Regions from separate parts of the Mus musculus genome. Here region 2 is linked to region 1. Evidence: chromatin contacts called from public Hi-C data. All regions are on one chromosome and are shown on one strand. Each heading gives the region's core, a stretch centred on a gene start, on an enhancer-like site or on the middle of the called end of the contact. The rest is flanking DNA. Distances are from core to core; before and after follow the strand shown.

Region 1 (3,460 bases), core at 941-3,440:
CTAGAGACAAGAGCTCCGGGGTACTAGTTAGTTCATATTGTTGTTCCACCTATAGGGTTGCAGTTCCCTTTAGCTCCTTGGGTAATATCTCTAGCTCCTGCATTGAGGGCCGTGTGACCTATCCAATAGCTGACTGTGATCATCCACTTCTGTATTTGCTAGGCCCCGGCATAGTCTCACAAGAGAGAGCTATATCTGGGTCCTTTCAGCAAAATTTTGCTAGTGTGTGCAATGGTGTCAGCATTTGGAAGCTGATTATGGGTTGGATCCCTGCATATGGCAACCACTAGATGGTCCATCTTTTTGTCACAGCTCCAAATTTTGTCTCTGTAACTTCCATGGGTGTTTTGTTCCCATTTCTAGGAAGGGGTAAAGTGTCCACACTTTGGTCTTCCTTCTTGAATTTCATGCGTTTAGCAAGTTGTATCATATATCTTGGGTATCCTAAGTTTCTGGGCTAATATCCACTTATCAGTGAGTACATATTGTGTGAGTTCCTTTGTGATTGGGTTACCTCACTCAGGATGATGCCCTCCAGGTCCATCCATTTGCCTAGGAATTTCATAAATTCATTTTTATAGGAACATTCTTGAGTAAAATATCGTCAGAATGTACTGACTGATAGTAACCTGACCCTCTGTAAAGTCCCAGGTAGAGTTCAAATGCATTTCATGATCTGCCCATGCTTGCTAGCCAATAGATTTAAAGATCCATATGCTTAGCCAATAAGTTTAAACTGTAACCTTGCTGATATAACCTGTGCTTTATAACCTGATATAAAAACTGCTTGTAATAGACATTCAGGGTCACCTCCTAGTCACTTGACTTAAGGGACTAATTGAAGGTTGACCCTGACTCGCAGAAAAATAAACCTCTAGCGTTTGCATCTCGGTGTCTCACTCTCGAGGGCAGCTTGAAGTAAGTACCACTGACTGAGGGTCGGGCAGCGTCTGACAGCATTTGGAGGCTGAGGCAATGGCCCCAAACATCTTTCTATGTCAGCTTGTAAAGACCAAAACCATAAAAACCACAATGAGTTCATAGGCAGGTACAAGAACTGCTGCCCAGTGGTCGGCTCTGACTCAGGCCATTTTAGACATAACAGTTCATATTGACCTTTAATTTGATGGGTCTTATGTAAAGCTTTGTGGAATTTCTTAAGATTAATGACTTGAACTGCTGGAAGCAAATTCCTCGAAACCTGGTGGAAAAGGTTCTAACACTTTTTACTTATTTATAAACAGCTGGTTTGGTTTGGTTTGGGTTGGGTTGGTTTGGTTTGGTTTGGTTTGGTTTGGTTTGGTTTGGTTTGGTTTGGTTTGGTTTGGTTTGGTTTGGTTTGGTTTTTCGAGACAGGGTTTCTTTGTGTAGCACTGGCTGTCCTGGAACTCACTTTATAGACCAGGCTGGCCTCGAACTCAGAAATCCGCCTGCCTCTGCCTCCTGCACTCGTTCACACACACTCCTCACTAACCTTTCCAGTGTAGCAGTCGTAGCCTAGCTCCCAGCAGCACGCAGGTAAATGCAATTCAATGTTCCTTGCTTTCGGATCCTCTAGACCTGAGCTGAGCTGCGTGCAGCAGTGCAGGCTTCATTGTCTAAGCGGTGGATGTCAGCATGAGCATCTGCGCGTGTCCATGCAGATTAATTCTCAACACAACATTGTCTCCGCTTGGCCCTCGGGAGGTAAGAAATTTTGCCATGACAGACCAGAGTTTTTATGCTAAATTCAGTCAATTACAACTAGGGTGTTCCACAGATTATTTCATGGGCTTCTTTGTTACTGGCACAAACACACACACACGCTCTCTATATATATGGCCTTATGTTCATAGTTATCTAGGACCTAGGGCTCAGTCCATGGGTTGCCCCACCAGAAGCTCGGGCGGTGGGCATGAGTCATTCTTTATCACTCGCACCCACTCTTCAAGACTTGGTTTTCATGACTATCTGTGGCAGCAGGAAGTGCAGCTTCTGGGAGTGCAGCTGTGGCTGCCTCAGGGCTGAAGCTGCTGGCAGCTTTTACAGTATCGGAAAAAATGCCTTCTGAGGCTATGTGTTCTTTGCAATTAACATACTTCATACAGAATATATAGTAGCATATGTGATCAGCATGACCTTGCTCTGAGTCAAGTTATTTTTTCTGTGTCCGTGACTGGCAGGCATATTACAGCAACAATATGAAACAGATGACAGGCATGGAACAAAATGGCTACAGCTATACTGGGGGAGGGGGCGGGCCTCAACAGAACAAAAGTCTGAGGTGTGCTTTTTCTCACCTGATTACAGGAAATGGCTTTTACATTCATGTGTGAAGTTGGCAGAGCCCAACACTCTTCTCCGTGCCTCATTGAGTCATAGGTCACATGGTTACTGCATTGTTGGCACCAAAAAAAAGACATTATGGGTGAGCATTAGTCTCAAAGTCACAAACACAGAAAAACAGTAGAGTGGCACCCCAGACAGGAAACACACGGCTGCATTAACCCTAAAACATATGCAAAAGTGACGTGCTTATATAACAAACACGCATACCAAGTGGTCTTTTGGCAGCTTCAAGAGTCCAGAAGTTGAGTTAGTAGGGCAACTACTAGTCTGTCGTGCAGATTAGGCTCCGAATAATCAACCATTTAAATACACTGCAACATGACTTAAGCCTTAGCTTAGCACTTCAAGAAGACTAGCCTCCCACAAGTGAAAGAAAGGATTGTAGTTTAAATGCCTTCCGATGAAAGTACTGAGTCAGCTGACCTACCTCAACCTTAGTGAGCTATATAAGCATGGCTCCTCTATCACCATTCTTTCTGACTCTGAAAAGCTCACTCTTGCTTGCAAACAACTTTTCTAATTGCTTCGACATTTCCATCTTTTCAACCATGTCTTATATAGCATTCTCATTTGAATGTAAAGTGTCTCCCACAGCATGTGTTTATGTAGTTGATCAGTGTGGTTGGATCTGGAAATTCCTAGAAGGCAGTCCTTCAGACACACCTATCAGAAATATCCTAATTAAGTTAACTGGGGCAAGAAGACCCTTTTATGAATGTGGGTGCCATCAGTTCCTGGACTTGGATCCTGAAGTGCACACAAAGAAGAAAGCCATATTGTAAGAAAAGTTCGTGAGTCACCAAAGAATGATACTCTGGACTCAAATAGTATGCAAATGCAAAGAGCATTTTATTCTGCAGAAGTCCAGCATGCTGGCATCGTCCATTACCAAGATAGAGGAACAACAAAGTGATTTAAAGCAGGTCTGATTTAAAGCACATTAGGGGATTCAAGGGTAGGGGCCTTTGTCTTACTCCAACTCTAGGAATATTCTATTACTGGGGTATTGGGACTGGAAACTGTTGCTGGGCAGGTCTGGAAACTGTTGCTGAGGAAGTAGCTGAGGAAGTCAAAAAACTATTGCTAACCCATTGTCCTTGTTTCAGGCCCAGTGGCAGGGCAGCTCCTGAAG
Region 2 (3,185 bases), core at 205-2,704, 360 kb after region 1:
GAAATTGCAGATGAAGCAAATTTGTAGCAGTTTATGTTGACTTTTTCACATACATGTATATTTTATGTGTAAAGTAATATTTTACACCTATAAGGACACTGGCTATAAGTAATCTAACTTTAAGGGGTGGAAGCTCTATCACCAGTAATTATGGTGATTATGTGGAGACAGCTCTCAGAAATATTAACATGAAAATGTGAGCTTGGTAAATAGTAATTAATCGGTTATCATGATGTTAGAGAACAGTATTAGCTTTGAAACCACAGCCTGGTTGACTATTAGGGTGCTATGAAATTAGTATAATTGCAACAGTGCAGGCAAGATCAAAAGATACTGGCTTTTCCTAAATGTCATATAATGTTCACAGGGACACCTGCAGCTCAGCTCAAACCACCCAGGACAGAAGATCGACCCAGTCCCCAGGGGTGTATATTCCCCTAGCCAGGATAGAGCAAGTTCTTGTTAGAATGCTAGTAGTTTGTCATTTAGGGTTGAAAATGTCTCCTTCAGAGTCTCAGCCCACACCAGTTCTCTTACACCAGTCCCGTTGTTCCGTAGTTCCTGGGGCTCAGAGGCCTTCCACCTCCCCTGGGCTTGCAGTAGTAGATGGAAGGTCAGGGGCAAGGTAGGGGCGGAGCTCTATCTGGGAGGACATACTGTGTCTGCAAGCAGGTGTTCTGGTAGATAATTCTGGCTTTGCACTCGGTTTGTTTGTTCTCAGAGTCTCCCAGAGTTTTTCTTATACACCCACCCCATGCTTTCCCTCGTTTGGCACAGACCCACTTTTGAGTTAGAAGATTATCTAGTCCAAATCACTTTCATTCCAGATGAGGAAGCAGCTGTCACAATTGCGGAAGTTCCAGCCAGCAGCAGACAGCTGTCTGTCTGGTGCTGATATCTTGGCATGGACCAATAGGACCCTCAGGTCAACTTCTTTTCTGAAGCTATCTTTCAGCAGTTGTTTATTCTCTGATCTCCCTCTATAACAGACCTCCCATCCCTTTCCCGCTCATTGTTTGTTTGTTTTTATTTTGTTTCTTTGAATCTCTGTCTCCCCTTCATCTTGACTAGCTGTTTAATACATGAAAAACTTGAGAAAAATCAGGCTTTATTCTAAGAGAAACCCAAATGAAACCTCAGCCATCAAACCTTCACTAACTAAATTATGCAGTGTTTGTGTCACCTCCTGATTTGTTTTTGTGGGTTAAGCCTCTCAAAGGGAAAAAAGGCTCATTTGTTGCAACCCGTAGGAGAAAGACTTGGAAGGAGGAAATAGAAAACAAGAGGTAAGCTGAGCCGAAGGATCACATATCCAGCGAAAGGAATACGAAATGAGAATCTGGACATGCCCGCGTGTATTTTTCCATTTGGAAACAACGCGGTCACAACTGGTGTATTTACTGTTTCCTCTAGACTCACTTGCCCTTGGGGGTAAGTACTCTGCAAGAGACGCTAGCCTGCCCCCTAGTGGCTGCTGAGGACATGCACTCGTATCCCAGGGCTGCGGCTTGACTGTCCGCAGAGAGAAGCTGAGGAAAGTCACTCTGAGAGGGAGCAACTCTCCTGTAAATACAGTAGATGGAGACACACACTGAAAGACTGGATCCCCATGAGCCTCGATTTCATTTGCTCTGAGAAACTGTTCAGCATTCTGAATTGTCGAAGATAGATAGATTTGAATTTAATGTATGCATGATGCTTCATGCGACCAGTGTTTGATTTGTAAAACACAACAACAAAAAACCCTAATGTGAAGATTTTAAGTACAAGCGGTACCTGAATCTGCTGACCTTTCACACTATTAATTTGTGCAGAGCTTTAGCGTAGGAGGAGACAAGGATACAGAAGTTAGGGAAGCCCAGATCCCGTTCTTTGGGACCCTCTGATGGGAAGGAACACATATTTGCACATAGTTACAACACATGGCAGAGGTACAGCCAGAGAGGCGACATGTATGCCGATGTCTTATTTAATATTTATCATGAAGGTTTTTATATTGTAAATTAAGTGCATTTATCTTTTGTTATCTGAGAAGAAATCTGTAACAGTGGATTTCTGTGGCGTGCAATAAAGACCTTCCTACATAGGAGGAGAAAGTTCAGAAAGGTCAAGTAATTTGCACTCATTGAGCAGCAGAGAAATATCATCCCTGCGATTCAAATTTGGCTGTCTGCTTTTACTGTCGGCTCAATTAACTTTGACAGAGCTATACTGAGAGCCTACCCGGCACCAGCTTTGTGCTGGAGGTGTGAAGAGGAAGATGCCATTACCGGTCTTAGGGTTAGTGTCCTGCAGGGAACTAGACTGTGAAGAAAAACTTGCACTCTGTTGTGACTGATGCGGTAGTGGACATGCGCAGATTTTACCTCTGGAGCCCAGTGGCAGGCCTTCTGTCACCTGATCCCGATAACTGACTGTGAGCGACTGATTAGGAATTTGTCACTTGGCCTAAGGCAATCATATTTAAAATAGATCTAATAATGGGTATCTGCCCAGGAGGTTAGACCACTCATGGATGACAGCCAGATGTGTCAGAGACAGCAGCCAACAAGAGAAACTCAGAAAAGTCCAGAATCAAAGTAGCAAGCAAGCAAGCAAGCAAGCAAGCAAGCAAGCAAGCAAGCAAGCTGGTGTGCCCGAGCATGGATGGCATCCCTGCATTTGGGAGACAGAGACAGAAGTTTAAAGTCATCCTCAGCTACATAGAATAGTGGGGAATCAGTGTTGGGAAACATTAAAAGCAAAATGAAACAAAATAAGTGGAGGGAGCAGCTGAATTGGTAGGGAGGAAGGCAGAGGCTAAAGAGTGTAGACTGTGGGTGTGGCCCTCACATTCAAAGCTGCTTCCCTATGGGTGTGGCGCTACAAGAGCAGGCGCATACCTGCCCAGATGGACCCTGTGCGTCCTCATCGCTGCTCCCCCTCACAGTGTGAGAACGAAAATTAGACACCGGAGGTTACTGATGTTTTCATTTCTCTAAACAAGTTTCACTCGCCTGCACCAGATGTGGTTGATCACAGGTAGGCCGGAGGTTCGTGGGCAGAAAATACCTCAGGATGTATTCTCACCCCTGATTGAATGTAGGTGCGGGAGTATTCATAGGCAGGAAATACGTCTGGGTTTATGCTCACCTTTAACGGGAATTGCAATAGCCTTGCAGGTTTGTCTTTTTAAGCCCTTGCAA

Evidence for each region. Hi-C and Micro-C count contacts between places; a contact is called where the count stands out from the background.
Region 2: a Hi-C map of the G1E-ER4 cell line shows a contact between it and region 1, with 3 times the contacts expected there. The contact joins two enhancer-like sites. A contact is called at or near these places in 1 of 15 datasets of contacts at CTCF or cohesin (pro-B cells), 14 of 484 Hi-C or Micro-C datasets (the Ba/F3 cell line, the G1E-ER4 cell line, cardiomyocytes and 5 more) and 3 of 115 datasets of contacts at active chromatin or transcription factors (the 230-238 cell line and embryonic stem cells).

What each region holds. Positions count from the first base shown.
Region 1 is chr13:106,736,296-106,739,755 of GRCm38.p6, forward strand. Gm30411 (a long non-coding RNA gene) reads right to left here. Exons shown (of 3, transcript XR_003950653.1): 2 at 2,280-2,373; 3 at 1,485-1,678. Among named protein-coding and RNA genes, the nearest start is that of Gm45940, 16 kb to the left of the region's middle. Within about 2 kb of position 2,191, at least 6 of the 459 cell types and tissues checked have an H3K27ac peak or open chromatin away from gene starts, as enhancers often do. A contact at or near this core is called in the Ba/F3 cell line and the G1E-ER4 cell line, where this site is marked.
Region 2 is chr13:107,100,322-107,103,506 of GRCm38.p6, forward strand. The region is part of intron 4 of Gm31452 (a long non-coding RNA gene); the gene reads left to right. Among named protein-coding and RNA genes, the nearest start is that of Gm41051, 20 kb to the right of the region's middle. Within about 2 kb of position 1,455, at least 105 of the 459 cell types and tissues checked have an H3K27ac peak or open chromatin away from gene starts, as enhancers often do. A contact at or near this core is called in the Ba/F3 cell line and the G1E-ER4 cell line, where this site is marked.